Linked DNA regions of Triticum aestivum: region 1 is linked to region 2. The links are chromatin contacts, called in public Hi-C maps. All regions are on one chromosome and are shown on one strand. The core of a region is the stretch at or near the end of the contact, and the rest is flanking DNA. Distances in the headings are between cores, read along the strand shown.

Region 1 (4,459 bases), core at 632-3,131, 410 kb before region 2:
TGTGCCACAAAGATTATGCTGTCGGAAAGCTCTTTCGTATACAAGTTTAACATCATACTTTTTGTAGCATATATTATGTATTTTATTAGTTAAATAAGTGGTCAAAATCTAAGCCAAAATATGGAAGGGCCCAATAAAAACCACGATAGTATTATTTAATTAAGTTGAAATCCCTGCTCTTGGCTGCTCGCGTGGGGGTACATTCTTCATGTCGTTCTCAACCAGCCAAAGGACCCACGAAGTCTTTTTTTTTTTTTGCCCCCTGCCTTTTCTTTTCTTATGGAATCTAAAGTTGTGGGTTCTTGCAAACATGTATGCTATAGCAACGATCAACACATGGTGTGAATTCATGGGTATTATCATATTTCTTCTGGACTCTCAGTACAAACACTACAAACTTTACGTTAAATGAAAAAAAAAACTATCATGCTGAACATCTTTTTAGAAGATAAACTCTTCATTAAAAATGTATTAACAAGTTAACTACTAATAGTTAGAAGTTTGAAATCATGATCTAGTTCTGACGGATGTAATTAATCCTACTTAGAAATAGATGGATGATTGTCACATCAATGATGTCACATAATGACTTGAGTTATTGACTATGACTAGATTCCACTTAGCTTGTTGGAAGTTTGGTATCAAATCAGAAACATAAAGCACGCACGTATTGGGGTCACGAACTTTTCAATCTAGTTTCACAATTATTATTATTTGCTTTACAACTTACAAGTGGCCGGATATATATATGCGCTGACATAAAGATGTAACGATTTGGTCGTGGAATAAATCTTAGTGAATCATCTATCTTTCCATAGATTTGTGGGCACGGGAACATGGCCACTTCGCTGTCACCAACTCACATCGTCTTGCTCTTTATTCTCGTCACCGTCGTCCTTGTATCTCCCGTCATTTTCTTCGTAGCTAGCTAGGGTGATCCGAGTTCACATTTTAAACAGGACCTAGACCATTGTGATTTTTTATTTATGATATGAAACTATGTTTGTCCAGAATTAATTATGCACTCGTGGTATTATGTTTATGACTGATCTAAGACTTAGTATAGTTTGCAGTTATGGAATTCATTTAGCCTCAGCTTATGGTTCTCGATTGAACTGTGTTGTGTTGTCCTTCCTTCCTTCATGCTTTTTGGTTTGCAATGTTTCATGTATTTCCCCACAAAAAAAAAGGTTTTGTGTTTAGCCCCTTGTCTCTTTGCGGTTGGTGTTGCTTTTCGTGGGTGTTGCTTTCCGAGAAGGGAGATCCGTCTTCCTCTGTCGTTCACTCAAGTGATCAATCACTTCTCATCGACCCCCTAGCACCTTCGTGGGTCGACGAAAAATGATCGATTACTTGAGGGAACCCCTAGCACCTTCGTGGGCCCTAGCTCGGGAACTTTGTATCTTCTTTTCTTCTATCAATGAATGGTACACAGCCTTTGTATATTTATGAAAAAGATTGGTACAGGTAAGGTAATTAGCATGTACGCGCCGGTGCTCTCTTGGATGGCCGTTGATCGATCCAGCCTTGTTCCTAAACTGCAGGACCGTACGAACGAGGTAGCTACCACTGCAGCAGACGAGAGAAGCCACCTACACGGGTTGGATGGAGTGGGTAAGTGGAGGGCCCGACGGGTGCCTTTATTTATATGCATGGTGCGGCCAAGCAGCTTCCGCGAAGCATCCTCGTGTCCCAAGCATGTGTAGATGCACAGCGGCAGGCCAGGGGCACTACGTCTGCCCTGATTCTGTTTCTCGAAGACGACCACGACCACGACGGAGAACCCATTCCTCGTGCGCGCGCGTGTGTGTGGACTGTGGAGATGTGAACTCACTTGAAACCAAGTAGCTGCACCCACATCAGTACTGTATATGATTGACTAGCGCTAAGCACGCGAGAATTAGTTAAATTGATAATGATGGGTTGTACGTGTGACGTCACACCAGTACGGCTTCTCAGATGCTTTTGTGTTTTCATGATGTGACACGAAACCTAATTCTATAAGAACGACCGAGTCAACCGTGTGATGTGGTCCATGGAACATTCAACAACAGTTGAAACATGGACTCATTTTACCTAGGTTGGGATCAACTAGCTGCATCCGCGTAAAGCATCTACGCAAATCTAATACTAGCTCCGTCCTATATTACATGGGACGGAGAGATAGGAAACTTCAATCCAATGCATGTTCACCCGCATCTACTCAGACTCAGTTACAAAACCTAATGAGATATAGGTCACATGACATGACAACAGAATAATTCTTATGTCATTTTCCAACCTCTAGGTGGGTCCAAAAAATTGCCGAACTTAAAGTGATGCTACAATCAAAATTAGAGATCCTCACAGCATGAGCTTTTTCTAAGAACCATCCGTCCAACATAAACTTCATTGGTAGCGACGACAACACACGACAACTGTCGATTGCCAAGTAAATGGTACGGCACCGCTCACCGTCTATGACTGAGCAACCTCTTGCTTTGACTCCCCAGGGACAAGTCCGCGTATCTTCACATCATAAAATACTTCCTCCACCCTTCTCAAATCATACTTCATCCCTGCAAACACAAGTACAAAAACAGAGGGGGAAACACAGCTGAATCAATACAGATTACAACAACAACAACAACAACAACAACAACAACAACAACAACAAGGCATGGCAAAATATTACGGTAAGCTGAAATAATACTGCCAAAGCTAGTTGAGTTCTTTTAAAAAGGAACATGTCCAGTGAACCATAAGCTGGGGAACTCACCATCAAATTTCTTACGCAAGAAGTCATTGCGCAGATTCAGCATCCTAAATGAAGCATGCAGATCAGTCAAAAAGCTTAGCACCTTCCGTGGGCAGTCGTAGTCACCCGCCGTGACCCGATTCACTACATATCTAGGCTGTAGACAATTCAGCAAGCAGCCATTAATACAAGTCATAGCTATAGAGCATTACAATTCTATTCAGTACACATCTAGGCTGTAGAAAATTCAGCAAGCAGTCACTCATATCAATATTGGTTGTTGAGCACTTTCGTTTCATTTCATATTAAGGATGCACTCCCTCCGTTAAGTCGGCGACAATTAATATGGATCGGAGTTGTACTAAGTCAGTAACAGTTAATATGGATCGGAGGGAGCAGAAGATTCCACAAGCAGCAATTAGTACCACTCACTGGCTGTAGAGAATTGCAATTATATCCACTAAGCATCTATCTAGGCTGTAAAAAAATCAGCAAGCAGTCACTGTACCACTCATTAGCTCTGCAGCATTAGAATTCTTGCTTAACATACATCCAAGGAAATAACCATATAAATAGTAAATTCAAGACTTCAGAATGCAGATGGTATTATGTAAAGTTTGCATTTTGCAGATATGCCCAGCTTGGTCTAATCCATTCATTTACGAAGTGTGCTACACACTAAAGTCCATCTCAAGTTTATATGCTTGACACTTGTACGTAAATCATTCATGAAGAAAAATAGTTCAGTCCGTCTCAGGTTTATATGCTCGACACTTGTACATGAAACATTGATAAAGAATTATAGTTCACAGTCCAGCCCAAGTGTAAATTGTTTGTACTTATATGTAGTTGTTTTAGCATGCACTCATAAGTTCATAAGTTCATAAGATACAACATGGATCCGACCTTAATACCAACCAAAAATTTGAAGTCAATCTCCATATTCTAATTTATTGGCTTTGGTTCTTTAGCTTTCTACATTCCAATAAAGGGGTATATATAGTATAGGTATATCCTATTCCTGAACACTCACATGTTGAAAACAATCTACATATTATAATGCATTGACTTCGGCTCTTCAACCTTCTAGTATTTATATAGTACTTACGTCTTACAAATCTTATAAAGAAACAAGTCGGTGATGATGGACCATTCAACTTCTGTAATACCAACCAACCGCCTTGGTACGAACGACTGAGAATGGGAAGTGGTTGCTCACTAGTCACTACCCACCTAATTCTGTTTCATAAAACACCCCAATCTACCATGAGTTTTGCAGATTTTAATAAAGTAATTAGCTTGTAAACATAAAGTATGGTTATCCTTCATCCCATAGCAAAGCATGAGTTTCTTGCTAGTATGTAATAGAAGTACAAGTTTAACGAGATTTCTCTCTCATGGTCGACCATTTCGCGTTGTTGATCCGACCGAGGAACCACATGCCCATCAACACCCCCTCAGGAGATATCTACGCCACAGACCCCATCCACGACCTGTACTAAAATCACTAATCCCATGATCATATTTCTCCCCTGCACCCACGATCTGTTTATTTTGTTGGCAAAAGATTCCTGCATTATGTTAAGAGCTCGATGCATGGGGCTAAACAAGCCACAAAGAAGAGGAGAACCTGGAAACCTAAGACAAACACAAAAGAAACAAAGGTTAAAGGGCTGCCCTACAAGGATACGTGCACATACGGGTCCTTACGAACCATCCAGA
Region 2 (4,266 bases), core at 187-2,686:
CTTCATCGGCGACGGTTGTTGTTCTGATGCGTTGGTCCCATCGGGTCTTAGCACGAGAACTTCTCGACTGTTTACTACAACAAGGTTTGCTCGTCTTCGACGAGGGAGGGCGATGACGGCGGCGCACCTTCAGCTAGCTCCAGTGCTTGTAATCATCACTAGGTGGTTTACGAACCTGAATGTATTTTTTATTTCTGTGTTCTTTGTACTACCTTAAGGGTCGAAGAATAGATTGGAAGTTTCTCTTGCAAAAGGAAAGTTTAGAGGAAGGGCTAGAAAGTTATGGATATGTTGAGAATGTGCTATAAATAAATCTCAAATGTAAATATTACGTACATTTTCCAATAATTTTAAGCCTAATAGGGTGCAGTCAACCAACAATTAAAATCGGATGCTCATTTTATTCCATATGATTTCACTAAAAAATCGATATACGCAAACCAAGAAGCTGTGGGTAACTAGTAAGTGGTGGCATCAGTCAACAGGGCCTGCGACTGTGTCTCATACTTGAATCCTTGGTTCCTGGAATGGTCTGCAGCCCAGACAAAGATGCCGTAGAGCTTGCCCTGCCCCTGCAGAGTCCGGCAAGCACTGAGCGCGGTGTCGACCGGCACCGAGGTGTTCGTCGCCGCCGTGGTGAAGCTGGCCAGGATGTTGGCTCCAGGGTAGTTGGCGATCTGCTCGTCGAAGAGGCTGACGTACTTCGCCGCGGTGGTGCTTGCGCCGTAGGCGTAGAACTGGAAGTTGACGTAGTCTATGGCGGCCCCGTGCGCCGCCCACAGCGTCCGGTAGTAGCGCTGCACGTCGCCGTTGCCGTACGGCGCGATGGACGCGAACCTGATGACGCCGCTGCTCTTGAGCGCCGCCACGAGACGGCCGGCGCACTCGGCGAAGGTGCCCGGGTCCACCTGGAACTGCTCGTAGTCGATGTCGATGCCGTCCAGGCCGTACCGCTGGATGATGCCGGTCAGCGAGTCGACGGCGTTGCGGACCCAGGAGTCAACGCCGGAGGTGACGTTGAAGAACACGGGCCTGCCGTTGACCGTGGCGCCGCCGAGGCTGACGGCCACGCGCACGTTGGGGTTCCGCCGCTTGACCTCGGCGACCGCGGCGGGGGTGAGCACCGTGTCCTGCCAGAAGACGTTGAACCGGCCGTTGGTCGGGGACGGTGGCTCCGTCGCGGTGGTGTAGTCGATGACGAACGCGAGGATGAAGTCGAACCGGGCGCGCGGGTCGACCGGCACGTCCGCGAACCTGACGCCGTTGTAGAGGGCGCCGATGTAGTCACGGAAGAGGTTGGAGTTGGAGCTTCCTGCCGCGGTGGCCATTGCTGCTGGGGCGTGTAGATGGAGGGCGAGGAAGGCGGGGAGAAGAGTCGCTGCGATGAGCTTTGTGGAGCCCATTGGTGGCTTTTGTTACTCCTGCTTTTGTTCGGGGGAGCGATTGGTTTTTGCACAGCTTGGATGGTTCAGCCGCAGTATTTATAAATGCTAGTGCGTTTTGCGGCTAACGATCAAAACAAGCGATCGAATGGACTTGTTCTGCAGGTGATCAAAGTCATCTGCTTACTTTTCAACAGAAAATCTCCTCCTCAATCGCTGACTCTTGACATTGCAGATACATTCACACGGAATAATGCATATGGAGAATTCATAATGTAACAGATTAATTAAGCGAACTGTCTTCACTCTTCAGGAATACACGATGCTTTGTAATCCCTCTGTTCACTGTTCAAAAACGTCCTACATTAGTGAACAGAGGGTGTAGTAGTTAATAAGCAACTTTGACCACCAATTTTCAAACCACATAATATTTTATGTTCAGTATAATAAATGTTGTTTCATCTGGAAAATAATAATAATGTTGTTTTAGGGTGTTGAGATGGATATAGTTACTCCCTCTGTACCATAATTCTTGTCGTGGTTTTAGTTCAGAGGGGGTACTTTTATGTGAATATGTTGACATGGAATTCTAGGATACTATGAAAATACTAACATTTATATTTTACCAATCCAAATAATATATTTAAAGCTTATGGCACTCAAGATATATATTTATGTTTATCTTCGTCTTCATCTTCAAACTCGCCGGCAAGGAAAACTTGGAAAGGTCGGACTTGGTACTACCAAGATTTTAATTATAAGGCGGGAAGTTCACGGAAATGACTTCTATGTTTCAACATTACCGCCACAATGGCTGTGGGAATTCTTCCAGAAGATAGTACATGCCCTGGATGGCAGGACGGTAGGATTAGGCACACGATCCAAGAAGTCAACTGTTGCATTGCTATGTGATTGAGTTTACCAGCTACCAGCTACAGTACAAGATTGTAATTTTCATAGCTGTGACTGTAGCGACGTGGAAATAATGGTTACTAATAGAGAAATGTCTAACAGCTCCGGGTGCCCCTACACTCTCATGAACAGTAAATTCATAAAAAATTAAAAGAAAATCAAAAAAAGCTGAAACTTTTAGGGATCAAAGACTATCAAAGGTTTGATGTTCCTGCAAAGTTTCAGCAACAAATAACCTTCGTGGAGCCCTCTCCAAAAAAACAAAATCACTGCTCAAAAATGCACATAAAGTTTGAACAATGATTTTGATTTTTTATTTGAGTGCTCTTTGAATGTTATTTTTAGCTAAAACTTTGCAAGATCATCAAAAGTTACATGATGTTCGATGTCCCAAAGTTTCAGATTTTTTTTGTTTTGTTTTGAATTTTTTTTAAATTTACTGTTCATAGAGGGTGTAGGGGCACCCGGGTGCTGAAAATCATGTCTCTTATTAATAGTATCGCTAGCTTTTTACCTAAAAGGAGAAATGTATGTGTGGAAGATTGAGGAATTTTGAGTGTTTGGAGTTTTGACTTCGAGCATTTGTAGCAGTAAAAAATTCTCCTTACAAGATCCGAGATCCCAATTTGATATGTTGGTATACCTATGACTTAAAGTGATTTATTTATCATAAAAGGCTAGAAAATTAATCCTTACTTAGATTTTGAGGGCTGAAAATCACTTTCTGGCGTAACATCCGGGCCCAGCCTGGATCGGTTCACTTAGAATACCTAAGTTGGGGAAGCATGACGAAATGATTTGAGAAATACTCCCTCTGTAAACTAATATAAAAGTGTTTAGATAACTAAAGTAGTGATCTAAACGCTTTTATATTAGTTTACGGAGGGAGTATGATTTTAAAAATAGCTTTAAAAAAATGGTATACTTACACGTGATATTTACGGAGTTAACAGGACTAACCCTACTACCCTCACTACCCCCCCCCCCCTCCGAGCTTCAGTGTGGGCCTCGCTTCCCCCTAATTACGAATCAAAACAGCCCACATCAGCCTGTATGTCACCTCCCGAAAAAGTTGTGCGTAGTTGTAGCATTGCTCCTTTAGAAATAGAAGATCACAACAGTGTTATAAGATCAAGAGCCTTTAGAAATAGAAATAGAAATAGAAATAGAAATATATATATATATATATACCTCATTATTATTTTTAATATACTTATGGGAGTACGTACTCTTGCTCCTCATATACCACATAGATGAATCTTTTATACCTCATTATTATTTTTAATACACTTCATTGATAATTACTAGATACCCTAAAATGGATTTCATGAAAAAAAAATCATGTGTGCCTCATATTTTCAAAAGGTTTACGTATATACTGATTTGTTTGTACGTGAAAAAGGTATATTACAAAAAGTAGGTCGCAAATGATATTTTTTCAACAAAACTCGTATTGAGGTATCTTAGAATATTTAATGAAGTATATTGAGAATGATAAAGGGGTATAGTCAATGCATATACGAGGTATATTGAATATGGGAGTACATACTCTCAAGGAGTATAGAAAATGAGTCCTATATATATGTATGTGTGTGTGTGTGTTTTTATCTGTGTTTTTTTTTCTTGTTATACATTCAAGGATCTTTCTCAATAAAAAAAGAGTTGCACCTTCCGCAGAATCCAAGGTAAGTGTGTGTTCCAGAGAAATGTGGATAATGTATTAAAACGACCAGACTGCTTTTCTGTCCTAGTAGAACTGGATTTCACACTTTTCATACAGCAAAATAAAATACAAAGGGACAATTTGAGATTACATTTGCATTCGAGAAATGAAGGGCAGCAAGTGTACAAACATATATGCTACCTATGTAGGCCCGATTCCCCCAAGAGCTTATGGACAAGAATAATAATTACAAATCTGCATATATTCTCGAGATCTCTACTCTACCAATGTGATAACCTTGTTATATAC

The links. A called contact is a pair of places that touch in the nucleus more often than the background predicts.
Region 1: a Hi-C map of leaf shows a contact between it and region 2, with 5 times the contacts expected there. The contact joins the enhancer-like site here to the promoter of LOC123113836 in region 2. A contact is called at or near these places in 2 of 5 Hi-C or Micro-C datasets (both in leaf).

The regions. Positions count from the first base shown.
Region 1 is chr1A:242,149,128-242,153,586 of IWGSC CS RefSeq v2.1, reverse strand. It overlaps the pseudogene LOC123044287. Among protein-coding and RNA genes, the nearest start is that of LOC123113836, 410 kb to the right of the region's middle. Within about 2 kb of position 1,881, at least 7 of the 8 cell types and tissues checked have an H3K27ac peak or open chromatin away from gene starts, as enhancers often do. A contact at or near this core is called in leaf, where this site is marked.
Region 2 is chr1A:241,741,741-241,746,006 of IWGSC CS RefSeq v2.1, reverse strand. LOC123113836 (chitinase 2-like) reads right to left here and starts at 1,436. Exons shown (of 1, transcript XM_044535179.1): 1 at 1-1,436. The coding sequence starts at 1,403. The coding sequence ends at 459. LOC123044273 (ABC transporter G family member 25) reads right to left here. Exons shown (of 15, transcript XM_044466976.1): 15 at 4,043-4,266.